2 separate regions of the Mus musculus genome follow, and region 2 is linked to region 1. A link is a contact called in public promoter capture Hi-C data. All regions are on one chromosome and are shown on one strand. The core of a region is the stretch at or near the end of the contact, and the rest is flanking DNA. Distances in the headings are between cores, read along the strand shown. Region 1 holds the start of Spz1 (spermatogenic leucine zipper 1). Region 2 has its middle 42 kb from the start of Gm41019.

Evidence for each region. Promoter capture Hi-C pulls out the DNA fragments that hold promoters and counts their contacts.
Region 2: a promoter capture Hi-C map of pre-B cells shows a contact between it and region 1, with 4 times the contacts expected there. The contact joins the enhancer-like site here to the promoter of Spz1 in region 1. A contact is called at or near these places in 7 of 39 promoter capture datasets (the 3T3-L1 cell line, embryonic stem cells, hippocampal neurons and 2 more) and 1 of 484 Hi-C or Micro-C datasets (adipose-derived mesenchymal stem cells).

Annotation. Positions count from the first base shown.
Region 1 is chr13:92,574,093-92,578,847 of GRCm38.p6, forward strand. Spz1 (spermatogenic leucine zipper 1) reads right to left here and starts at 2,140. Exons shown (of 1, transcript NM_030237.3): 1 at 539-2,140. The coding sequence starts at 1,874. The coding sequence ends at 738.
Region 2 is chr13:92,961,362-92,966,678 of GRCm38.p6, forward strand. No RefSeq gene overlaps it. Among named protein-coding and RNA genes, the nearest start is that of Gm41019, 42 kb to the right of the region's middle. Within about 2 kb of position 3,155, at least 41 of the 459 cell types and tissues checked have an H3K27ac peak or open chromatin away from gene starts, as enhancers often do. A contact at or near this core is called in adipose-derived mesenchymal stem cells and pre-B cells, where this site is marked.

The DNA.
Region 1 (4,755 bases), core at 890-3,389:
ACCTTGCCAGTATTCTGTTTGCCCTGCACGTGATGCCAGGTGGCTTTTGCTCTGGGAGAAGCGAGAAAAGGCGCCTGCGCTGTGTGTTCTGGCAGGTAAGTCCAGCTCCTTAGAGTACTCGTTTCCACCCCCGCCACCCCCACACCCTCCAACAGAAAGCCTACTCACCCCCTCCATTTGGAAGAATGAGGGGAATCTTTGCACCCAAAATGAAGAATCTAGAAGCACCTCCTTCCCCAGGGGCTTCGTCTCCCCAGTGTACCTTCATGTTCGAGCTGAGGACCAGAAGAACAACACAGGGAGAACAACCAGAGCTAGTCAGGAGAGAAGAAAGCTGTCTAGGGTGCTTTAGCGCTGTACTTTGCCTTTTCTTAGTTATTTTTCTCCCTTAACTCCAACATATTCTGTACAAACAGAATAGGAAAGCTAAATACTAATTTGAAACCAAGCTTTAAAGTATTAGTTAGATCATTGTAAGTACTTCCCCTTCTATCCCCCAGAAATGGTTAAATTAGAAGAAAACAATCAAACAACGCGCTTTCCTTTTATATTCTTGTTTTTATTCAAATTTTCACTTGGTTAACGGTCATACAATGGTTGTTAAGGCCCAAACTTCTCTAACTACTGAGATAATATAGGTTCCTCTTATCCTAGGCCTCCTCCTTGGTGGAATCAGAAGCTCTCTACCCTGGGTTGATGACAGTTTTGTCTCAAGTTGTATCTGCTTCTGGCGACTTCTACCGAAAGCTGCTAACGGTTCTCCTTTTCCCCACCAGAGATTTCTTTGCAACACGGGCGTTGAAGCGGTTATTCCGAGCCTTCTTAGTAAAGCAAACATCCGGGCTCCTGAGGATCTTCGGTTTCCTAATCGTGCCTTCCGTTGCCCTCGTGGTATGCTTGAAAGCGTCCGTCTTGTCTGCTTCCGCTAACTTCGGACATTTCTTGTCCTGCTCACAGGACATCTGCAAAGGCTTCTCGTGCCCCAGTCCCGCTTCGTGGAGATGGAAATCCTTGAGGATGTCTACCCTCTGTTGTAGGACCTGACATTCATTCTCTAGCAGGGCTGCGATCAAATGCAGCGCGTGGGTGTCATGGCTTAGCTTCTTCACCTGCTCCTCCAGCTTCTGCTTGGTGGATAGCCCATTGTTGGGTTGGTTTTGCAAACAGGCTCGATCCTTGTCAGTAGTTTCTTGGGTTTCGTTCTGGCATTCCTGATATGACCTCATTAGTTCGCTGAGTTCGTTATGCTGTTTACTCCAGTGATCTGCTTCCTGCAGTAACTGCTCCATGTTGTTCCTGAGTTTTCTGTACTCTCCGCGAAGGTGAAGGGATCCATTCCGCGGTCTTTTCACGCTCAGCAGCATGCCGTCGAAGCCTCTCGTTTCTTCTGCATTGCACAGGTCCCTTGCAAACTTTGGTACCATGTTCTTAGCACTCTGGTTTTTCAATAACATCTGCTTCATTGTGTTCTGTTCTCTCTCTGGGTCGAAATGAATGAATAGATCATCTTTAAATCGTATTTTATTTTTCTTCTCAACACCTCTGACGTTAAGTTCTGACAGGTCTTCAGGAATATAGGCATCATCAAAAGGCTCCCCAACTGTAGACTTCTCTTCAACGCCTGCTATGTTTTTGAGAACATCCTTAACGTCTTTTAAGAGATTGCTAAATTTCTGTACCCTCCCTCTTTTCTCTACTGGACAGATGCTATTCTTTGGTGGTGGGAAGGAGTGGTAGCAGACAGTGGGGAGTGATCCGATTTCAAGGAGGGAAATGGTGATCCCAGAGTTCGGTGGTTCTTGCTTAGCACCAGGAGCAGGGTTAGGAGATGGACACCGGGCGGGCATCTCCGCTGAGTTGTCTGTGTCCGACATTGGGACCTGAGGACCCAGAGAGTCCAGGGAGAGCAGATGGCAGTCTCCTGGGAGTCGGTGGAGGAGATGGAACCAGGCAGGAGTTATGGGCCAGAGTTAATGACTGACCCCAGGGAGGTGGTATTCAGGTAGAAGGTTACATCTCAGACAGCCCAGGGGGAGGAGGTGGGAAGGGGGACCTGGAGCTGGAGCTCCATCTCCCTTCTGCTAGGCTTCTGGTATTTTCTCTGAGGCCCCAGCTACTAGGTCTTTATTCTGTCATTGCCCCTCTGGGGCAACACATTCTGTTTCTTTTACATCACAATGGGAGTCCCTTAGATTCCTGTCCCACAACTCAGACACCACAGCCAACCTTACTCCTCCCACATGCCTGCCCCTCTCTTCTCTCCTAGGCTCTTCATTCTAAGAGCATTACAGCAATTTCCTACCTCACCCTCCCACCCCCCTGCCTTACCACACCACACCACACCACACCACACCACACCACACCACACCACACCACACCACACCACACCACATCGAGCCAACCACAACCACGGTGTTCCACCTGAGGGTAAATATAGTTGAGAGAAAGCACAGCAGGCTGAATAAGAATTCTTTCATAGAAGGAGGAAGTGTTGCTCCAGCTGTAGGAGAGATGTTGTGGAAGAGTTAGGAATGTGTGGTGATGTCAGTGAGAATGGCCTCCATAGACTCGTAGATCTGAATACTTGGTCACCAGGGAACGGAACTATTTGTAAGGATTAGGAAGTATGATCTTGTTGGAGGAAGTGTATCACCTACGGGGTGGGCTTTGAGGGTTCAGAAAGTCTATTGCAAGCCCAGAGTATACGTCTCTTCCTGCTGCCTGCAGATCCAGATGTAGAACTCTCAGTTCCTTCTCCTGCACCTTGTCTGCCTGCATGTCACCGTGCTTCCCGTTGTGATAACAATGGACTAAACCTCTGAATTTGTAAGCCAGCCCCAATGAAATGCCTTCCTTTTGTAAGAGTTTCCATGGTTACGTTGTCTCTTCATAGTCATAGAACATTGACTAAGACAGGATAGAAAGCAGAACTTCTCAAAGTGCTCCATCTTTAGTGATTTTTGGACACTAATGTGAGAAATCTTTTCATTCAAAAATATTCTACTGAATGGTAAGAGGCTATTGGCATGAGTCAACAGCACAGTTATAAATTCTCTCTCGGTCCCTCTCCCTCTGTGTCTGTCTCTCTCTGTGTGTCTCTGTCTGTCTGTCTCTCTGTCTCTCTCCTTAGGGGGAGGGTCAGGGGGAGGACAGGGCAGGGAAGAACCCAGGGCTTTCTAGATAGTACATGAGTGTTCTGCCTCCAAACTGTATCCTCAGTCCTCCACTTGGGAATCTTTTTAAAATGTGGCACTTTTAAGATAGGCTTTCTGAATGTATTTATGACTCTTCCAGTCAGTGATAAAAAGCTTGGCCACTTCTCATAGTACCTGATTAAAATGACAATGTGTCTAAAGCATTTGAAACAACTCAGTTCAATCATTATATATATATATATATATGTATTATATATATATACATGTATATATATATAATTTTTTAAAGGAATAATCTGAGACATGGGGATAACTCCATGGGTCAGAGCAGCTTCTTGGAAGCTTAAGGACTTGAGTTCAAGTCCTGGTTCTGATGTACTCCTGGCACAGTTGTATGTGCCTATGGAACTGTTGTGGTTCAGTGGCTACCTTCAAGATTAGTGAGAGACCCTGTCTCAAATAAATAAGGTAGAATGGAGATAATTGGATACAGCATGTCCTTCTCTGACCTTGCACACTTAATGGACATATGCACATATACCCACACATGTTCACACACACACACACACACACACACACACACACACACACACACATTCACATTCATACATCTTTAAGAAAAGAAATAATTTGAAGCCTATTGTATTCTTGTCTTTGAATTTTAGCATCAGGACCTTGAGAATACTAAATACAGGTTGGAGAAATAGCTCAGCAGTTAAGAGCACTGGCTGTTCTTCCAGCGGTCCTAAGTTCAATACCCAGCAGCCACATGGTGGCTCACAACTATCTGTAATAGGACCCGATGCCCTCTTCTGGTGTGTCCAAGGAGAACCACAATGGACTCACATACATAAAATAAATATATCTTTAAGAAAAATATTAAGTTCAGAGCAATTTTTTATAACACTCCTGTTATGGAGAACTCTACTAAATAGCTTTCATGCTGATTTCAAGCGAAAATCCACACTTATTTGTCCCCCGTGGAGAAGAGAAATATTTTTCCTTCCATAGCTATCAGCATTGGCCTTAGTTTCTTTGAGCTTCCCACTCTGGACAACTAGGCTCAACGTCATGGCTCAATGTCATGGTTCAGCAGAACCTGGCTTGCATTCTGTTTAAGGGTTGTTTTTTTTTTTTTTCTAACTTATACAGTGCCCAGAAGCCAGAGGTCAGGGGTCACTCTCATACTCTTTCTGGGTTTCCTTTTGACTGTATTTCCGCTTTACTCAAAAGTACCACTGAGACAGGTTTTGTTGGTTTGGTTTGGGGAATTTTTGTTGTTTTGTTGTTTGGTCATTTCCAGTTTTTCTGCGTTGTAATCAGAAACCATCTCTTATCTGGCATCTATAGCATCCTAAGGTTGAATGGAGAGATAGATTACATTGCTGAAACAGGAAGCTCTCAGTCAAGAAGCAGCCAGCAAGCATCTTATGTCACCACAATACAGTTATAGAAGCCAAAGTCGGCACAGCATTATCATGTAAACGAAAGATTCCCCTGAGTTATCCTGTCTCCCCACTAAAATTCTTTGTCTGTACCTGAATCACGCCGCATTTACATGTCGTGTCTAGTTTCTTCTAGGACTTTCCTGCTGATGACC
Region 2 (5,317 bases), core at 1,905-4,404, 390 kb after region 1:
CTGCTCCTCCCCACCCCTGGAGTTTACTACTTAGGGATTATTGTAGTGTTCTTCATTGATCAGACCAACTCGGAAACTCCAGCCATATACCCAATGAGGTCTCCTAAGTACAGTGCTCTCAAATCTCATGGTAAGGGGTAAGTGTATCCTTGAGAGAGATGATGATACTTAAGGTTGTGATCAACTACTATAGGACAGGGCTCTCTCAATGTTTGCCTTGCCTGGCCACATGTGAACAGTGGTGTTCTGATGGACTGGTTCCTAGAGTATGCAGCAGTGAGACAGGAGATGGACATGCTATGCTTTGTGCAGGAACTAGTCAGGGATTCTCCAGGAGCAATCTGCACCCATAGGGGCGGCTGGGAGGCCAGTGTAAAAGTGATCTCTATTAAATTCTTCAGTTATTGCAAGGCTTGGCCAAAACATACCTGATGCTCACTCACTTGGCTTGGGCATTCACAATATTAATTCAATTCCTGAAAGTGAGAGCTAATGGGTAGGAAGTGCCAGCTAGTAATGTATGTGAATTCAGTTGAGGACTATAGATATAAAAATCTCCATCTTCTAAATGAGAAAACTGGGAGTGCATAGAGGTTAAGGTAAGTGGCTGAGCCAAAATTCCAAGCTCCCAGCTCAGCACTTAACTGCCAGCTAGAAACCTTCATCCAACCAAGGCATTGCATTACCATAGCCTAATGTACAAATTTCATGATTTAGTCAATAAAGAGATATTGAATAGATAAAAATCTAAGACAGTATTATAAGGACTACAAAATTTTGCTAACTAATTTTGTTATTTCAGCCAATGCTAAGAGAATGGCATCTTGAAAAGTACTGTTGAAATCGGGTGAATTTTTTTTCTCCTGAGATGGCTTGTTATTTAATGCCTAGCAATTTAGTGGGGAAATCATTGGGACAGATTTATCAGAACTCAAGGGCATTGTTTATCTAGCAGCAGGTACATAATTGAGTAAAAATAGACAAATTTACGAAAAGTTTGTATATCCTGCAACTCTCTTAGGAAGAGACTTAATAATATCCATAATCTAGCCAATTTAGAGGGTGAGATGGCATACATTTTAAAATTTGGAGTTTATGTGTTTATGAATTCGTATTCATGCTTCAATTGTTAAATGTTCTTTTAAAATTTTGTCTCTGCCTATCTCTTAAGACTTTTCTCATCATTTTCCCATCCACTCTGTTGTAATAATTCTGGAATCTTCAGCTCTTAAAAGTCTTGGGGCCTCCAGATCCTGTTATCCTGGAGCATCCTTGTCCTGACCACCTCAATGACAGTGTTAGCTTCTGAACCACTGCCATTGGCTTATAAACAACTTCCTCCGAGAGATCTTCCTCGAGCGCTGACTGTACATTAGCACAACCTCCTGGATGTCCCAAAGCAAAACCCTCATGAGTCATTTCGATGGCCACAGTGACCTGATCTTTCCAGACTACATGCCCCAGAGTGGAGAGGTAGCCCCAGTATGTATCCTGTTGAAGGGCCCAGCAGAGGACCTTGAACACGTGGGCAGCTTCATAGCTCTCAGAGGAATGAACCAGAATCTATATGTAGTTCTTCAAATTACATTTGCTGCTAAGTTAATCAAGTATGTCTGTGTTTAAAATTGATCATTGACATGTTCCAGAAGGTCAGGTCAAATGATTGTTTAAATGGATTAAAACTGGGATTTGCATACAAGGTTCATGTCTTCCAAGATTTTGCTTTATTATTTTTTGAGACAGGGTCTTATTATCTCAGGTTGGCCTTGAACACATTATTACTCTGAAGTTGACCTTGAACCTCTAATCCTCCAGTCTCTGCTTCCTGATGGTTGAGTATTTGCTTGCTGTTTTGTTTAGTTTGGGCTTCTTGATGTTTTTGGTTTTGATTTCTGTTCTTTTCCTTTTCATATCTTTTTCTTCTTTAACATGCACATGTAGTATTTGATTTATCTCTGGTTCAACCTGTCTTAAAATTTTCAGACCTCAGCTTGCTTAGTGACCTCATAATGGTTCCAATAAACTGTGTGTCATTCACAACCTAAGGACTGGTAGGAAACCCAGCTTTCAAATGCAGTGCCCAGTGATTTCAGCCTGAAAGGTGATATGTCTGTTTTTCTAGAATCTCCTAGGCTCTGGAATGTGCACTGGCAAGACTTCTAGTCCAGACTTCTTGGGACCTGACTCACTTGCCTCTGAGACACAGTTAGAGACACTAAAATCTTAACAAGCCTCTTGGCTACGTGACTTCAGACAGCCTGATGACTGTTCTGGAGACAAGCATGTATATTAGCCTAGCTAAGCAGATGTCTGTCCAGAAGAAGAGGATTGCTCACATGATACAGGCACAAAGCTCTGGGAAGCCCCTGAAGGACACTGTTTGAGTCATAAGCAGTGAGGTGTTGGCCGATGAAGCTCAATACCTCCCTACTCATTCAACATTCCACTCAGGGACCATGGGCTAGCTCCAGGAACCAGTGACCATACCAACCAGTGAAGATGGGCACATGAATCTGATATGGTCTCTGTCCTAGAGAAGTTTGTATATTAGTTGTGTACACAAGTACATATGTACTTGTAGAGAAGTAGACATGGGATGTGCTTTGTAAAGAGGAAGCAGCAATCAGCCTTGCTCTGAGAGGAGGGTCTATTTGAACTGGGTTTGACGAGAAAGTGGCAATATACCAATGAAGGAAGGGTGGGAAACACAACAAGATACCACCATCCTGCAGAGAAAGGAGACTCTATGTTCCCAGCACCCTAAGGAATGCAATGTGGCTTTGATGACTTCTATTAGAGAGCTACGGAGAACTTTCCGGTAGGAACACGGTGACTTGTTCTTCATAATCCTAATGACCAGTACAGCTAATATCAGTGACTCCTAGGGCCCTTGTTAATTTTTACCTCAGACTCTTTGGGGGTGGTGGGTTCCATTCAAAGACTCCAGGCTGTGTAAAGATCTACTTCCTTTTAGTGGTCAAAAATACTTCCTCAAATACTCCCCTGTAGGGTCGTTTGTTCCTCTCGCTGTAACTGTAGTGCTCTGGCACGCCTACATAACCTCCAGGAACCACACAGATAAAGAATGGATCTGAAAGACACTGTGGAAATCCTGACAGAGCAGCCACACCCACCGAACAGCCCAACCCAACCTCATTTACCTTCACCAAACACCCACAGGTTCCTCATTGCTTCCTTGTTACTCCTGTTCTCTCTAATGGCCTCCCTGGGTGTCAATGTTATTCTTTTATTTGTTTTTAAAAAATAAAACCAGAAAAGCAATTTATGTGTGTGCAGTGAGAGCTCTGCTTGCCAAGTGGCAGCCAGAGCTGGGATGTTCTCCCTGGGCAGCCACGAGGGACCTGAATCTAGACTACTGGTTAGAAGGATCTAGAAGCTCACTGCCATCAGTTACAGAGAACCCAGTGTTGGTTTCCATACAAGCATGCCAGATTATTGGGCTGGTCCAGCCTGGAGTCTACCTAGGCTTCTAGTCAGGAGTTGGCCCTACCAACATGAGACAGTAGAATCTTCTTCTGCCTTCTTATTGCCACCATAAGGGTAAAAATTTATTAGGGGGAGGAAAACAAAATCTTGTAGGTAAAATAAAATAAAATAAAATAAAATAAATGATTCTACTAACAATTCCTTATTCCTGAAACACTCTGCTTTCTATCAAAAATGGTCTGGAATTTTTAAAGGAAGGGCATTGAAGGTTTGACATTTCTTCCTCCTGAGGAGGAGGGGAATGTGCTGGTCTGCCCTGAGTCCCTGCCCCTTCCTTCATCTTCATCTTTCTTTGTCAGCTAATTCTTTCAGCATCCCTGAGCGATGTCATCCAGGCCTGTAGCACACAGGAGAACAGAGCAGGCTGGCTCCAAGGGAAGGGGAACATGGGAAACGACTGGGCAGAAGCATCCTAGAACATGCAGCAATAGAAAGTGGGTCAAATGGTTGCTGAGATACCTTATTTCATAGGTGGCCACCAGAGGAGCATGTTCCCAAGGAAAAGGCTGCCTTTGCATCCTAGTCACACTCAGTGGCCAGGAGCTGCCCACAGGAAGCATGACCCTAGTACAGAGGCAGTAATGGATCATGGAGCACAATAGCTGGACCATTTGTCAATTAAGTTCCTTGTTCACAGTACTTGTCAGTACTTGGTCCCTGAAAGAGAAGTTTCAATAGACCTTCATTGAAGGAAAATGAATGAATGAATGACTAATCACTGGTACTAGTGGGACAGCTGAAATGGCATGGCAATCTCAAGTGTCAAGAAATAAACCTTTGAAATAGATCGTTCTAGAAATAAGCTTTACTTTCAAGTCTAGCTAGACTTTCAGAGTGAGCTTTTAAGACCCTCAGAGGGAAGTGTTTCAAGTCAGGGCAATGTCCCTGAGTCAGAGTGGCTAGAAGTTGACTATCATGAGAGACGTGGGCACAGAGGGAGCCTGAGGAAGCTTATGTTCTAGCTGTGGGCACATGCCACCCATGCATGCTATTGGCTATTTCTCCAAGTCTACCCAATTGTGAACTGTCTCACCATCGTCCATGGGTGACGGAAGGAGAGGGGAGGACTAGTCTAACAGTGGTAATTGTCTTACTGTGCTTTAGAAAGTACAGAGGTCCAGAGAAGACAGTTAGTGAGAGCTATCTAACGAGTAGGGAGGGGATCTAAACCATGGGATCTCATCCACATAACTTCTCGTCAAGAGTGCAGTGGACACTGGACAGCCATACTCTGAAATGACCAGTTAGTTCCAGCTAATATTCTTCACTGGGGAAAATGTAGGCAGCTTTGTAGTTTGAAGCACAGTGTCCCAACAGAATCTGTCGATCCACTCAGGATGCTTAGAACCATGGCCCTCAAGATGTCTAAAATGCCTGAGCCAAGTTGGCCAAGACCTTAGGAAACATTACATGCAGCTGAGAACAATGTGTGTTGGCAGAGCCTGTTGTGTTCTTTGTGTACAGCTCAGTTCAGTCTCAGAGAACCATTGACAAGCTGGGGCCTCTGTCTGGAGACAACAGAAGTATCAAAAACACCTAGGGACGAGTGTGTAATCCTGAATCCCTGAAGTTTCATCCAGTCACATTGGACTGAGTACCAGTATCAAAGGACCTGGGTTCAAAGCCAGACTCACCAAGTCAGTTCATGCATGTCCTTGAGCTGTTGGCTGAGCTATAAGCTTTTCATCTGTAACATGATCTTGGGAAGCTTTCTCCCTACCTGTTATGAAGATTTCAGGTATCACGTTCCAAAGAGCCCAGTATCAGGTACACGGGTATTCAGCTGATAACATCTATTATTACAATTACT